2 separate regions of the Ovis aries genome follow, and region 2 is linked to region 1. A link is a contact called in public Hi-C data. All regions are on one chromosome and are shown on one strand. The core of a region is the stretch at or near the end of the contact, and the rest is flanking DNA. Distances in the headings are between cores, read along the strand shown.

The links. A called contact is a pair of places that touch in the nucleus more often than the background predicts.
Region 2: a Hi-C map of hypothalamus shows a contact between it and region 1, with 10 times the contacts expected there. The contact joins the enhancer-like site here to the promoter of ABCC5 in region 1. A contact is called at or near these places in 12 of 16 Hi-C or Micro-C datasets (blood, hypothalamus, liver and 6 more).

The regions. Positions count from the first base shown.
Region 1 is chr1:203,912,196-203,916,677 of ARS-UI_Ramb_v3.0, reverse strand. ABCC5 (ATP binding cassette subfamily C member 5) reads right to left here and starts at 2,814. Exons shown (of 28, transcript XM_060419861.1): 1 at 2,759-2,814.
Region 2 is chr1:204,019,020-204,023,397 of ARS-UI_Ramb_v3.0, reverse strand. It overlaps the pseudogene LOC114111554. Among named protein-coding and RNA genes, the nearest start is that of PARL, 12 kb to the left of the region's middle. Within about 2 kb of position 1,262, at least 7 of the 54 cell types and tissues checked have an H3K27ac peak or open chromatin away from gene starts, as enhancers often do.

The DNA of each region.
Region 1 (4,482 bases), core at 1,565-4,064:
CAGGTGAATTTCATCGTATACAAATATCTCAACAAAGCTGTTATAAAAAAAAAACAATAGCAAAAACCCTGTTCTGAACCCTGTTCCCCACCCTGTTCTATGATGTCTTATCTAGTACCTACCTGAAACACTGTTCTAAACCCCAGTTAGCCTGATTAATCAATACCCGGTATCAATTCTGGTTACTTTAGAAAAAGTGAAACACATACATACCCTCTCTAAAACATTTCCTCCACCCTAAGATGGTCAAAGCTTCCCAGATACAAGCTGGGAAAACACTTTTTATAACAGCCTCACTAGAAACTAAAGAATTGTAGCTGTGTTGCCTTTTGAATTCCATAAATTCCTATCAATCACTGAGAATGAAAAGTACAACATTGCGGACATAATTCTGACAGCTACAATTCATTTTTTAAGGTATCAGAAAACAAGAACACTTACGAATCCTCTAAATAAAAAGGACTAAATCTCCACCATAGAGACTTGTTTCCAGCGCAAAAGAAAGCTTGACTTCTTACTTTTCAGAGGTCTGGCTCCAGTACCCTGAGTTGATATTGCTCAACTACTTATCTTTCAAAGAAAAAAGTCACCTTGTCCAATGACAAACTGCACCATAAAGAACACCGGCTTACAACCAAGAGCGCAGCAATCACGTCACTGAGACCTCATTAAGCCTAAACTATAAACAGACCTGGCATCTGCCAGTGTCCCCAGTGTCAGGATACAGCTGCAGATCAGAATAATCCTGCTTGTTACAGGGATCACTAAAGTCCAACCTTCCCCGCCAAAGGTTCCTCAACCTCGCCAACTATCTGGAAAGCAGAAAAAAAATCAGTCCTGCTTTGAAAAAAGGCAAGAGGGGGGGAGCAAGTTTGAAAGGAAGGAGGCCATAGAAACTCACTCAGAATGCCAAATGCCAAGTCAGAAAGACCACAGGGATCACCTTAATTGCCTAAGAATTCATGTAACCTCAGCTTCTTTTGGTCACTTTGTTCCAGGTTATTCTAAGTTGGAAGAGCGTGGGGAGTAATTTTCCATTCCCTCTAACACTGCTGCTTCTTTAATTTCCTGGGCCAAGAGGTAGAGCAATGAAAGTAGGCAGGTCTTGTCCAGGGACAAAGCTACTATCTCCTGGCCTTGAACATAAGGCCATCTTCCATCTTCTGTGTATCAGGAAGGCCAGCCAAGAGCTAGAAAGTCCAATAGATCTGGGAAACAAACAAGGCCCAAATCTGAAGAAAACAATTAAGGAAAGATCACTAGGCCAGAGTTTGGGGATGGAGGGGAGGGTGAATGTGAAGGTGAAGTCGCTCAGTCGTGTCGGACTCTTTGCGACCCCATGGACTGTAACCAACTAGGCTTCTCCATCCATGGGATTCTCCAGGCAAGAATACTAGAGTGGATTGCCATTTCCTTCTCCAGGGGATCTTCCCGACCCAGGGATCGAATCCGGGTCTCTTGCATTGGAGGCAGACGCTTTAACCTCTGAGCCACCAGGAGGGGAGGGTACTATTTGTATTTCCCTCTTTTCTTCTTTCTGTTCTCCCTTAAAGGTGTTTAAAAGTCTTTTTTAAGAGAGAAGAAAGGGAAAGGATTTTCATTTACTTCTGAATCAGAGCTGTACAATGACACTTAACAGAATAATCAAAGAGAGAACCCATAGAGTTGCTCGGCACAGAGGTCTCTTGGTCAGCAACTTTTTTTTAACCAAGACTCCTTCAGTGCTAAGTGTAGACCTTCTCCCGCACAATGATGCAGTCAAAACTGCCTGGGGGGAGGAGTTCGCACAGGATTGCAAGGACTGGAAGTAGCCAGACTGGTGTTCCCAAATTGCCTTCATTGCAATATTCCTTAGGTTTCCAACACCTCAGGAATGTGGTTCCAGGCCCTGCAGCCACACAAAAAGACCTGAAGCTACAAGGGTATGTACTTACCACCTCCCTGAAATCTACTTGTCTCCAGCCTACCGCACCTTTCACTGACTCACCCTGGAGACCGCAGAATGGCCTATCCCATCTTCTCCTTCAAAACCTTCTGAAACTTGGCCAGTCTTTTCTGTGTCCATCTGCCTCCTGCCTCCCCCATGTCTGTGCAGAAACCGAATGACCCCTATGTGATAAATACAAAGCCCCACGCAGCTCTGTGCGGTGGAAAGGGAAAGGGCACTAATGACTGTCAAGAGATCTGGATTCCATTCCGGACTCTGCCAAGGGTTTCCTGTGCGTGCTTCTGTCACGAACCTCCATCTACCCCGTAGCCAAAACGAGACGATGAATTCTGAGGTCGCTGGCTGCTCAATCCCCTCTGTGCGGCTTATGCCGGAGTGCCCCAAACCGCCTCTCTACACCCTTGAAGAGGGGGGCTTCTCTCAGGCCAGCATCCCCTAGGATGCCCTGGCCTTAGGGCGTTCCCACGGCCAATTCTGGCCTGGAAAGGCGATAGCGACCCACACACACGGGCCGCGTGCGTAGCACCACCTGGTGGCGTTAGCCGGGAATGTAGCCGGCACCCCGATCACTCATCCCACCCTACCTGCCTTCCGAGGACCTAACCTCCAACCCTCCCGGTCGCGTCCCGAAAATGAGGCGGCGGGAGACTAGAGAAAGGCCAGGCCGCTTTTCTCAGTTCTCCGACTTCCCGCGGACTGCTCGCATCCTCGATCGCAGTCCCCTACCCTGGGCCGAAACACACTGGGTGGGGATGGTCCCCGCGACAATCCGAGGGAGAAAGAAGGAGTGCGGCAGTCACCGACACCTACCTGTGCCCCAGCTCCAGGACGGCCGCGCCGGCCACTCGACCACGCTCCGGAGCATTAGCCCCCGGAGCAAAACAAGCCTTTATAGCGGCATTGGCCGCCAGACTGCGCAGGCGTGCTGCACAAAGAATTTCCAAGACTGAAGGGAATTGTAGTCCCGCTTCCTGGAGCCCCAGGCTCCTTTCACGGCTAAGAACTATATTTCCCAGAAGCACTGTAGAAGCCCTGGAGGAGGTGCAGGCCGCTCCTCCCTTCCATTGCGCTCCAGGCTCTGGCACCGTCCTCCCCAGAGTTTCTGCGATCCTGTCTGGAATCTTCTCCAAGGCTCTGTGTTCTAGTTGAGTGGTCGGGAGGGTTGACAGTAGCCTTCTGTGGGCTGGCTGCCCAGTGTTTGTAGGCAGGACGGTCACGGCGATGCTTGGCCGTTTATGCACCAGAAAACACTGTGAAGGTCATCGTAGCCTATAGGAGACCAGCCGGCCCCTAATCTTATCTGTATGGCCCTTAACGTTTTACCACTGCGTGCTCACGACTCTGCGTTGTCACCTTTCTCACTTTAATCCCACTGTCCATCACATGTTGTTGTGCTGCCCACGTTCTAGAAAATAAACGCCAGGATGAGTTTTTAGAGTGGCAAGAGCCTTAGAAAGGACATGCCAATCCATCCCTTTCTTTTTATAAATGAAACTGAGGTTTCCAAATAGACTGATCACTTCATTTCTCTTTGTGTTTCATTTGTACCTTCAAGATGCTGCTGCTGCTGCTGCTACTGCTAAGTCGCTTCAGTCGTGTCCGACTCTGTGCGACCCCATAGACGGCAGCCCCCGTCCCTGGGATTCTCCAGGCAAGAACACTGGAGTGGGTTGCCATTTCCTTCTCCAATGAATGAAAGTGAAAAGTGAAAGGGAAGTCACTCAGTCGTGTCCGATTCTTAGCGACCCCACAGACTGCAGCCCACCAGGCTCCTCCGTCCACGGGATTTTCCAGGCAAGAGTACTGGAGTGGGATGCCATTGCCTTCCCATCATAACATAAATAACTACTGTGTTTAGTGCCTACCTAGTCTGTATCTTGTGCTTTACATACTTGTTTTTTAAATCTCCATGTCAACCCAGTGTATAGGTATTATGATTATCCATTTCAAAGATTTTTTTTTAATGGAAGGTAAAATGACTCCTCTACCTTTATACCTTTAGCTAGTATGAAACACCAATGTAGGAAATTCCCCAGCTGTCCAGCTGTTAGGATGCGCCACTTTCATTGACAAGGTCACATGCAGCTTCAATCCCTGGTGGGGGAACTAAGAACTGAGATCCCAAGTGACTTGAACCACAGCAAAATACAAACAAACAAAATGCACACCAATGTACAATAAAGCTGAAGTAATTAATACAGTGTTTTGCCCAAGAATGTGGAGAAGGCAATGGCACCCCACTCCAGTACTCTTGCCTGGAAAATCCCATGGATGGAGGAGCCTGGTAGGCTGCAGTGCATGGGGTCGCTAAGAGTCGGACATGACTGAGCGATTCACTTTCACTTTTCACTTTCATTCACTGGAGAAGGAAATGGCAACCCACTCCAGTGTTCTTGCCTGGAAAATCCCAGGGATGGAGGAGCCTTGTGGGCTGCCGTTCATAGGGTCGCACAGAGTCGGACACGACTGAAGCAACTTTGCAGCAGCAGCAGCAGCCCAAGAATGGATTAATAAATCAATGCAATAAAGAGCCT
Region 2 (4,378 bases), core at 13-2,512, 110 kb before region 1:
AAGGAGTATGTCAAGGCTGTATATTGTCACCCTGCTTATTTAACTTATATGCAGAGTACATGATGAGAAACACTGGACTGGAAGAAGCACAAGCTGGAATCAAGATTGCCAGGAGAAATATCAATAACCTCTGATATGCAGATGACACCACCCTTATGGCAGAAAGTGAAGAGGAACTAAAAAGCCTCTTGATGAATGTGAAAGAGGAGAGTGAAAAAGTTGGCTTAAAGCTCAACATTTCAGAAAACGAAGATCATGGCATCTGGTCCCATCACTTCATGGGAAATAGATGAGGAAACAGTGGAAACAGTGGTTAAACAGTGGTTAAACAGTAAACAGTGGTTTACTTTTTTGGGCTCCAAAATCACTGCAGATGGTGACTGCAGCCGTGAAATTAAAAGACGCTTACTCCTTGGAAGAAAAGTTATGACCAACCTAGATAGGATATTCAAAAGCAGAGACATTACTTTGCTGACTAAGGTCCATCTAGTCAAGGTTATGGTTTTTCCAGTGGTCATGTATGGATGTGAGAGTTGGACTGTGAAGAAGGCTGAGCGCTGAAAAATTGATGCTTTTGAACTATGGTGTTGGAGAAGACTCTTGAGAGTCCCTTGGACTGCAAGGAGATCCAACCAATCCATTCTGAAGGAAATCGACCCTGGGATTTCTTTGGAAGGAATGATGCTAAAGCTGAAACTCCAGTACTTTGGCCACCTCATGCGAAGAGTTGACTCATTGGAAAAGACTCTGATGCTGGGAGGGATTGGGGGCAGGAGGAGAAGGGGACAACAGAGGATGAGATGGCTGGATGGCATCACTGACTTGATGGATGTGAGTCTGAGTGAACTCCGGGAGATGGTGATGGACAGGGAGGCCTGGCGTGCTGCAATTCATGGGGTCGCAAAGAGTCGGACACGACTGAGCGACTGAACTGAACTGAACTGAATAGGTGTGTAGTGGTATCTCATTTTGACTTTAATTTGAATTTCCTAACCAAATTATTCTTTTTTAATAAGCAATATTTGTCTAGAGACACAGTGGGGTGTTCTGTTTTGTTTTTAGGCCGTGCCATGAGGCATGCAGAATCTTGGTTACCCAATCAGGGATTGAACAGATGCCCCCTGCAGTGGAAACGTGGAATCCTAACCACTGGCCAATCAGGGAAGTCCCTGGAAACACAATGTTTTAAAGCTTGAGGCATCCTAAGTTGCTGGGGAGATCTTTCCCGGTCTTGTGGCTGCAGGGGCATGCACTTCTTACCTCTGGTCAGGAGAGGGCAGGAGAGGACAGAAAATGAGCTTCCCAGGTTTTAGACTGTCAGGGGCTGCATCAATAGTATTGAGATACATTACTGCGTTTATGGTTTTTCTCTCTGAACTCCTGGGCCGCTACCTCGTGAGACTTGACTCCCCAGATTAATCTTGTGATGTGATTCAAGGCCAAACGTCTTAACCAACCTTATAAAATCCTAGGGACTGAGCTACCAAAACTGAACCACATTGGTAGAATCCTTAATAAGTATACCCTCCAATGTCACGCATCAGAGCTTGTGTTAGGGAGAATCACAAGCGACTAAGCTGGTAAACTCTGTTCTTCTCCAACTTTTCAGGAGCTGAGAGACTGAGGCAGGTCTTTGTGGGGGACATGCGTGGGACAAGTCTCCAGACTCCGGTCAGCTACAGGACCTCCTCTCTAGGACCTGGATGGGGGCAGTTCAGACGGGGTATGGCACAGATCTTCTGGGGTTGGGGCTGCCGGGTGCCCCCAAAGTTGTATTCCAGCCTGAGCCCTGGGCTCCGCCCTGGCAGCTAGAACGAAAAGGTCCCGAGGAGGGTGGCAAACATCAGCAAGAGCTTCATCTGAGCCAGCTGGTCCCCTAGGCACACCTGATGTCCTGGAAGCAGAAGGAAAGGTCATGAGGTAGCAGGTGGTCCTGCAGGGGTCCCATCACACCCACCACCCACAACCAGTGCTGCACCCCATACCTGCGGAGAATGGCAGGAAGACTTTCCTTACCACAAAATTTCCTTCCTTGTTCAGGAAGTGGCCAGGGTTCAACTGTCGGGGGGGGTCCCCCAACACTCAGGGTCACAGAGCAGAGGCCAGGTTGGGCAAGATGATGGTACCCAGCAGAGATGAGCTGGTGTAGCTCAAGGAGCTCAGTTGACACAGCACCCAACCCTGACGCTGGGCTGACATGAGCTCAGAGAACACTAGGTGTGCAGGCGAGAGTCGCCTGGGGCCAGGGAGCCCAAAGATTCAGGAGAGAGGCCCTCACAGCAGTGAAGTTGCTGGGCATTACTCTCCTGGCTAAGGGGCACCCACCTCCATCCTAAGACTCCCAGCCTGGGCTAGAGACACAGCCCCTGTCTCTGAGGAAGAGGGCCAGTGGCTGGTGGGGACCAGAGGGGACCATGTCCTGCACAGGGCAACAAACAGTGGTGGTGTGTGTGTATGAGAGTGAGAAGAGGAATGGAATAGCAGACAGACAAAGGGTAAGGAAGACTTAGTAATGAGGCAGAGAGAGAAGAGACAGAAAGCTTCTCTCCTTAGAATTAGGGAGAAGAGAGGGTGACCTCTAACCCTAACCCGAGCCCTCACTCTACCTCAAAGAAGTGAGTGACTGGAAAGAGAATCAGACTGATCAGATGGGAGCAGAAAGGAGCCAACGCTTCCTGTTGGTGACTTCTGCTCTGTGCCTCGCAGGCCCTGGCCTGAGCAAGAGGCCCAAGGGGAGCCAGGAAGGGGTTTGCTGTGGCCCCTGGGACCTGGGACACCCAGCCCCAGGGCTCTGAAGCGGGCCTCTTATTCTGCAGCTCCTTAACCAACACCAGAGAATCAAACTGGTCATCCCTGGGGGACTAGAGAACTGTCCACGTGATTCTTGGTTTTGACAAAGACATCTTGAAATTAAAGACAAAAACTCAGTGGTTTTAAGCCTGCACACCAAAGAGAAGCCAATGAGGAATGCACAAAACAGAGAATGTGTATACTTTCAGAAGCCCTCTCCCCTCTTTCTTCAGTTGATCTACTGAAGCCTGAAGGGAGAGGCCTGACCCTAGCCATCCAGACGGGCGCCCAGGCCTCGCGACTCATGGCTTCAGGCAGAGGCTTTTGCAGGGGAGGCACTTGCTCCTGCTGCTGCCTAAGCAAGCTGTTTCCTAGCTATAGTTTTGGGACTTCCACCCCACTCTTGTTTTCCCTCCCTGGGATGAAGAAACCTCTGCCTTACGGCAGTTCTTAACAATCTCCTTTGGATGCAAAGGCTCCGGGCAAGATGCTCTTTTCCCTTCAGAGTTATTTATTTCCTATTCTGGGTGATGTTCTGGACTTCTTGCAAAGTGACTGAGCGACCTCAACTCGTGGGACTGGCTCAGACATAGCCAGTACTCAACAAGGGCAACCCTCCTTCTCCTCCAAATTATAGAGCCATCTGCCTGCTGGGTGCCTCCTGGAGACTCTAGCCCAACTTCTTCCCTGTAAATGGCAGCTTGGAGCCTATAATCAAATAAAACGTCTGAGGAGACGGGCTTGATTAGGGGCCGTTGCTGTTGTCACTGTCACTCGACTGTCGGAATGGTTAAGAACAGTTTAGGAATATCTGTAACATTTAATGATCTACTGTCAAGCTTTGATTCTACTTTCAGGAGACATCTCTTGCCCGAGCTGGGAAAGCTGGATATTGATTCCAGGCTGTTAATGGTTCCCTGGAGCTCTTATCACAGAACAAACTCCTAGAATCAATTGGCAAGAATGTGCTATTAATAAGGAAATTTCTAATCCCAAATGGCATAAAACAGAGCTGAACTCTAGTTCCCTCTTTTTCAACTTGACCTAATTTGGTATAGCTCTTAGACCACCAGGGCCTGAGGCCTCCTACCAGACTAACAGCAGAATGAGCTGATGACATGGTCCTGTCCTTACAATCCAGGAGACATTTAACCTCTAAACCTGATGGTCAAATACTGCCAAGGACTGTTCAGTGTTAGCCAACCTAACAGAACAATAGACAAGGCCAAGCATCTCCATCCAACATGCTGGCTCATTTACTTTACTAAAATGGGATTTTGGGAGGAATATGTATGGCAGGGAGTATGGTAAAAAGGACCAAAAAAAGCTGGAATCAGAAGGACATGAATTAAACTCAGTTAATTTTCTTACTATGTGTTCGGGGCAGTTACATGAGCTCTTACAAGCTATCTGTTTAAAAAAAGAATGACAATAGCAACAACATCAAAAAGACAGGATTATTATGAAGAAGAAAGTAAATGGAGGTGGGGACCTCAAGTCTGATCAAATTAATAAGAATTTAATGATCACATCCTGCTAGGCCCTTGCAATCACGTCTGCCCTGAACCATGGTTGTACGAGTTGAACA